Linked DNA regions of Mus musculus: region 1 is linked to region 2. The links are chromatin contacts, called in public HiChIP or PLAC-seq maps. All regions are on one chromosome and are shown on one strand. Each heading gives the region's core, a stretch centred on a gene start, on an enhancer-like site or on the middle of the called end of the contact. The rest is flanking DNA. Distances are from core to core; before and after follow the strand shown. Region 1 overlaps Ccdc138 (coiled-coil domain containing 138). Region 2 holds the start of Ccdc138 (coiled-coil domain containing 138).

Region 1 (3,642 bases), core at 1,122-3,621, 34 kb before region 2:
TGGGAAATAAGTAAATGTGAATTGGATCACACACTTATTCTTTTGAGCTTCCCCCTGCTTCAGCATAGATAATTAAGTTGTGTGCTGTGGATGGTGTTTTAAAATGCTGAACAATCACACCTTAATTTGTATATTAATAGTCAATATTATACCTCAGAGCTCACAATTGCTTAAGATTGTTCATCCCACAGATGCTATTAATTCTCAAATTTGCAATTGCTTATGCATATACAACTCATAAGAAAAAAATGCTGCCGGGCGTGGTGGCGCACGCCTTTAATCCCAGCACTCGGGAGGCAGAGGCAGGCGGATTTCTGAGTTTGAGACCAGCCTGGTCTACAAAGTGAGTTCCAGGACAGCCAGGGCTATACAGAGAAACCCTGTCTCGAAAAACAAAAAAAAAAAAAAGAAAAAAGAAAAAAATGCTGTCCTTTTAAGAAGGCTGTTTTTGGACATTTAATAAATTGTTCTAGATTGCCTGGACATCTTAAAGCAATGCCATGCTGGGTTTATATCTCAGGCAGTCTATAGGTCCTACATATAAGATAGATTGGATATATAATCTTGTTCTTTATATATTCAAAAGTTATGGTTTGAGATAGTTTTTTAGTATTATTGGAAATTATACATGTCAAATTCTTTGTTCTTAAGTGTCCTCAGTTACTACTTGTTTCCACATAATAGTGTTAATTCTTGAGGACTTATACTTAATAAATTGCTGCAAATAAATGCTCCTATTTCTGATTTAATAAATAAATAAATTATACACATGTGACTATCATTAACTTTTCAAGCTTTCTAGTTACAATCGCTCTTTAAGAGAAACAATTGAAAGTGCAATTAGTCACTGCCCATGTTACATAAATACTGACTATAAGTCAAATATTTGAGATGTTTTGTCAACAAATTATTAATTCTCAAGGACAAGGTATTGTGGAACTTTAAACTCTAGATTCTTTAAAGACAAAGAAGGGGGAAATTATATCCCCATGCATATTATTTAGTGCATTCCCATGCACATTTAAATCATACTTTTATTTTAGAATTTTGAAATTTGGATGTCAAAGAATTTAATAAATGCCTTATAGTATCTTAAAAGGATCTACTTATTGGCATATGGCTTGATCCTGAACAGCTACCTTATTAGGAAAGGGAAAAGTATAGGTTCTCTCCACAGAACGCTGCAGAAGCATGATGGTTAATTCATGTGACGGGCTGACAGGTAAGTGCCCTGACTTTAGTGACTAGAAAGCTGATTTGGGTACATGTTTTCGACCCATCCTTGCTTGCCATTTTTCCAGTTTGGACAAGTGAAGCTGCCTTGCTTAAAAGAACATCAGAGACTGTAATCTGACTTAGAAAGATTGCTCATATAAAAAGAGTTATGGTGATCCTTCTCTTTCCCTCATTGTGACCAGTTATTCTAACTCAATCTTGGACTGGCCTAGTAATAATTCCAGTATTAGAGAATCCCAGGGAAGTTAGCTAAATATTCTTAATTACTTAACAAAGTTAAATTGGAGCACAGCCTCCTCTCCCAGAAAGATTGCAGCCTTTCAGTGATTCTCAAGGTCACCTCCTCCCACACCAGGAGCTCTAAGTCTAAGCTTGGTTGTTGCTAATTTGCAATTGAATAGAGTACCTGGACTTCCCCAAAAGATGCTTTTGTACTGTTGCCTTTCACTGACTTTGTTTTTCAAGCAGGTCAGTTAAATGCCCTTCAGCCTGACTGCAACAGGTGTGCATTCCCCACCTCCAAGCAGGTAGCAGTTACTAATCTTCACTCAAGTAGCATTCCAGTACAAATTGTGGCTTTTAGTCTGTTTTAGAATTAATGTTTGCTATGAGGGCCGGACAGTCTAGACGAACATCCAAATCTCAAAATCATATCAATCTAGACAGAAGTACATGCCAAGAGGCCATGGTTTATTAATAATTCACCACAGAGCCATGTAAGAACTGGAGGCAAAGGTTAATATCTTAGAAGTAGTAGTCCTAACAATAGGGCAGGGACATAGCATATATTAAGGCTAAAAAGGCAGAAATTTCAGATATTAGCAATAGTCACTTGGACACTTGGAACATTGATGAATTGGCCAGAGATTTAATAGTAACCTAAGTGCATTGAATCCCCTGGATTGGGCTCAATATATTATCCTACTTACTATTATTATTGGCATTATTTTATTAGTAAATCATTGTGTTCCACTCACCTTTAGAGCACTTCTAAGATCTATAGCTACGACAAGACAGGACATTCCAGAACTTCGGCAGAAATATAAGAATGGGGGAATGCTATGCACACTCCCATTGCACAAGCAGTGAAGTTTGCTTGGCAGGCCAAGAGGCCTAGAAGCACTCATGAGGCAGAGTTTCACGAAAACTCACCTCCTGGAGCTTTGGTGTTCTCATTAACCCGTACATTCTAACCCTATCCCCGCGTTAGTCTGGTGTTTGGATCCACGTGCGCTCTTTTAGTATTATCTTATTATAAATTCCTTTTAAGATTGGATTCTGATAGAGTTAAGCCTTTGCCATTGTTCCAATGTCCTAGAAAAACAACTTGGAATTCAGTAGGAATTCAGTAAGGAAGTTACCTATTCAGTATCTAATTAAGTATTACAAAAGATAGAGCCTGCAGCTCAGGGCTGGTCTGCTAGGTGTTTTCTAGGACAGTCTTAACCAAACAAGGGTTACCATGAGAAAAGTTAGGGAACCCCACTGAGACAGGTTTCTTCACTAGGCCCAAAGAAATCAGATAGAACTATAGAGCATAAATAAATTTTATGCCTCAGTCCAGCCTTTCTTTTTTATATTAATAACAGTGAGGAGATGTAACCTCCCCCCACAAGCCTGAAGCAGGCTGAGCCAGCCCTTGACTTTGCTTACCACTAAGGAGATCACCTAGGGTGGAGCCTGCCTCCCTGGATCACTCTACTGTTCTGCCACTGCCGCTGCTGCTACCTGCTGGGAGTTGGCCTAGCTGTTCCAGAGTCTACATCTGATCCTATACGTAGTCACCTGCAGCTGGGCGGGAGTCTACATCTGATCCTACACATGGTCACCTCCAACTTGGCAGGAATGGGCCTCCCCTCTCCTTTATAAAGCATGTCTGCCATTAAAAATTTGAACCTTGATCAGAATACTGTCTTGGTTCCATTTCTCTCTCTCTTCCACCTAGATTCCTTTTCTTTCAGCTCCAGGCTGCCTCCCAGGCTCGAACCTGGACATGAGAGCTGCAGGCTGGCCCCAACAGCCAACCATCGGACTGAGCACGGGGACATCAATGGAGGAGTTAGAGGAAGGACTGAAGGAGCTAAAGGGGTTTTCAACCCCTTAGGAAGAACAACAATATCAACCAACCAGATGCCCCAAAGTTTCCATGGACTAAACCACCAACCAAAGAGTACACATGGAGGGACCATGGCTCAAGCTGCTTATGTAGCAGAAGATGGTCTTATCTGGCATCAATGGAAAGGGAGCCCCTTGGTCCTGTGGAGGATGGATGCCCCAGTGTAGGGGAATGCTAGGGCAGTGAGGTGGAAGTGGGTGGGTGGGTGGGTGGAGGAGCACCCTCATAGAAGCAGGGGAAGGGGATGGGATAGGGGGTTTTTAGAGGGGAAACTGGAAAAGGGGATAACA
Region 2 (3,358 bases), core at 7-2,506:
CCACACACCAGTCATGTCGTTTTCCTGCCAAGAATACAAAACCAGAATCAAATCAGAAGCTATCCGTTAGACAAACTCAAACTGAGAGACATTCTAATACACACGTCTTCCACCTTGTGCAAGCACTAATGTTACAAGAAACTAGGTGTGGACATCTGTTGTAGATTAAAGGCAACCACACACAATCAAATGTAATGTTCGGACCCCAGGTAGTATCTGCACCAGGGTATGCTTTATCATTGTGGTAATCTGTGTACAAACTATACACTATCCTGTTTATTATCACAATACTAAATTTCTTGGAAAATATCAATAAGGCTTTAAAAGAGAATGTGCTTCACAGGAAAAGCAAGCTAGAGGAGTATGTGTTGGAGTCTCAATTAAGGTTATGTGAGGATAGAATGAATTTGTGTCATGGTCACCGGAACATTGGGAAATATTGCTATTTCTCAAGAAGGGGTTTTGGAAAGCCAGCAAATGTGGGAAGGAACAGAGGAATGCCTGCGACCTTGCTCACCTTCTGGAGAAGTCAGGGTAAATGATGTTCCCATACCTCAGATGATTTTTTTGAAGACAACATTGTTATGCTTTATATAACCTTGACCATGCTGGGCTGTCAAGCAGGCTTCTCAGCTGAACTGTAAACACCTAACTCTGTTATCAGAGGGTGAGGATTTAAAAAAAAAAACCGAATCTGGTCGTGCAAACTGAGGTATGTAATTGGTCTCCCGCTTCTGTTCTTCCAGGATTCATCGAAGATGTGATCTGGCCGACCTCTCACAAGATATTAGCAAAGACCTCAGTGGGGGCCCCGCCTCAAAAATGGCAAGACTCTCCTGGTGAATGGCGCTCTCAAGGGAGGACTACAAGAATGCACATCGCCACAACTTTTCTGTAAGTTTGCAATTACTTCGGAGTAAGATGCTTTCCAGAAGGAACTACAGTGTCTTCCGTGCCTGCTGCACTTTGGTCACCGCCAGCATTGGTTACCAGGACCAAAGCCACGCCCCGTCCGTCGAGGCGGTTTCCCCGAGGGCGGGAACTCTCTAGTGAGCCTCCCCGAGGAAGGCAGGGCTAGCGACCTCCCGCGGCCGCCCAGCAGAGCCCACCGCGGCTTCCACCCATCTCACCTCCACGGGGCACCTTCCCGCCAGGCCGTAGCGGCTTTTGAGACGCTCCACTACCATATCCTGTCCCGGTGGCTTGACCACCCTGCGCTCCATGGTGAGTCTCTGACTGCGGTCGCCCGGGAAACCGGGTTCACAGTCACGTCAGGGCGGGCAGTACGTCACGACGCCTGGCTCCGCCCCCCGAGGACGCCGGAAGCCGGTAGGAGGATACACTACAACCCAGTTCTCGGTTGCCCCTTAGAGTTTCTCAGTTCCAAGTCTTTTACCCGCCATAAATGTGAAGCATGAAAAAGGTGAGTTCTGCCGGGCAGTGGTAGCCCACGCCTTTAATCCCAGCACTTGGGAGGCAGAGGCAGGCGGATTTCTGAGTTCGAGGCCAGCCTGGTCTACAGAGTGAGTTCCAGGACAGCCAGGGCTACACAGAAAAACCCTGTCTCGAAAAACCAAAAGGAAAAAAAAAGGAGGGAGAGGGAGAGGGGGAGGGGGAGAAGAGAAGAAAGATTCCCTTGAGAGCGCTGGCTCGGCCAGCAGGAAGGCGAATAACTTCTCCACAGCAGAGAGCCAGAATGCTCCCCAAGGCTGGAGACCACAGGGACTACAGGGTAAATTTTACTGTGCACTACATAAAATTAGACTAAACAGGGTCTCTTCATCAAAAGTGATTTACAATCACAGAAAAATCAGGACATGTCTGAGCGCTAAGCGCATTAACTGCTGATTATACTCCTTTGCCAGTTTCCATAGGTGGTACAAAAATAATCGAATATAGGCAGGGAAGGTGGAGGCTGGAGGCCAGCCTGGGCTACAGGGTCATAAGCAGTTGGGGCAATTAACTGCCTCAACTACCGGGTGATCTGCCTCATAAAATGAAAAAATGTTCGTTTAAAACACAGAAACCTCTTTCCCAGCTATGCAACAGCACATAGTACTTGGTGTGTTCAACTTATCACACAAGCTCCTACCTGTTCAGTTTTTCTTTGAGATACACTAACACTGAGAAATAGTAGACATGTGTTGTAGCAGCCCCTAAATTCTCTGGATAACTTTTTAACTTACAGAAGTTGATACTTTAGCAATAGACAAAAAACTCACTATAAAAACATTGCCTAAAGAATACTTTTTTGCCAGCTGGAGAGATGGCTCAGTGGTTAAGAGCACTGACTGCTCTTCCAGAGGTCCCCAGTTCAATTCCCAGTAACCACATAGTGGCTCACAACCATCTGTAATGGGATCTGATGCCCTCTTTCTGGTTTATATGAAGACAGCTACAGTGTACTCCTATATGTAAAGTAATCTTTTTTTAAAATACTTTTTGCTAAAAACTACCACCTAGGGGCTGGTGAGATGGCTCAGCAAGGTTAAGACTGCTCTTCCTAAGGTCCTGACTTCAAATCCCAGCAACCACATGGTGGCTCACAACCATCTGTAACGAAATCTGATGCCCTCTTCTGGAGTGTCTGAAGACAGCTACAGTGTATTTACATATAATAAATATTTAAAACAAACAAACAAAAAAAAACCTACCACCTAAACTGTGTAATTGTTTTATTTTGGTTTTCAGGGTAGATTTTTTTTTTGGATTTTTTGTTTTTTTTATTTTTTTTTTTTTCCCCGAGACAGGGTTTCTCTGTGTAGCCCTGGCAGTCCTGGAACTCACTTTGTAGACTCAGAAATCCGCCTGCCTCTGCCTCCTGAGTGCTGGGATTAAAGGCGTGTGCCACCACCGCCCGGCTTGGGGGTAGATTTTAATGAGCTTAAAACCTATCAATGTGAGTTTATACCATCATCAGTGAATAAACAACAGATCACATTGTTCTTATATATCAAGCATCATATAAAATGCCACAAGCTTATTTTTAAACTTCTTTGTTAGAGCTGGATAGCTCAGCCATTAAGAACATTAGACAAGAAAACAGAAATGACTCGATACTTACATTTGGATAATAGAAAATTGTATGGTCTAACTAGATTCTTTTTAGTTCTTCCTGGGGGAGTCGAGTTCCATTCCCAGCACCCAAATGGTGGCTCACAACCTTTGGTAACTCATCAAGTTGTAAACACCTCTACTATAAATAAATAGCAATAGTTAGTTTAACCTGCCATTTTGTCACGTTTTTGAAAGGTCTTTGGGCTGGAGATGGCTCAGAGGTTAAGGGCATTGACTGCTCTTCTGGAGGTCCTAAGTTCAATTCCCAGCAACCACATGGTGGCTCATAACCATCTATAAT

The links. HiChIP or PLAC-seq counts read pairs in DNA pulled down with a chosen protein or histone mark.
Region 1: a contact with region 2 is called in an H3K27ac HiChIP or PLAC-seq map of embryonic stem cells, with 38 read pairs. The contact joins the enhancer-like site here to the promoter of Ccdc138 in region 2. A contact is called at or near these places in 1 of 39 promoter capture datasets (macrophages), 1 of 15 datasets of contacts at CTCF or cohesin (the NIH/3T3 cell line), 10 of 484 Hi-C or Micro-C datasets (8-cell embryo, embryonic stem cells and haploid embryonic stem cells), 5 of 115 datasets of contacts at active chromatin or transcription factors (embryonic stem cells and epiblast stem cells) and 2 of 9 other capture datasets (adipose tissue and liver).

What each region holds. Positions count from the first base shown.
Region 1 is chr10:58,530,405-58,534,046 of GRCm38.p6, reverse strand. All of the region lies in intron 10 of Ccdc138 (coiled-coil domain containing 138), which reads right to left. Among named protein-coding and RNA genes, the nearest start is that of Ccdc138, 34 kb to the right of the region's middle. Within about 2 kb of position 2,371, at least 14 of the 459 cell types and tissues checked have an H3K27ac peak or open chromatin away from gene starts, as enhancers often do. A contact at or near this core is called in 8-cell embryo and embryonic stem cells, where this site is marked.
Region 2 is chr10:58,495,835-58,499,192 of GRCm38.p6, reverse strand. It overlaps Ccdc138 (coiled-coil domain containing 138), which reads right to left and starts at 1,256. Exons shown (of 16, transcript NM_001162956.1): 1 at 1,131-1,256; 2 at 1-24. The coding sequence starts at 1,223.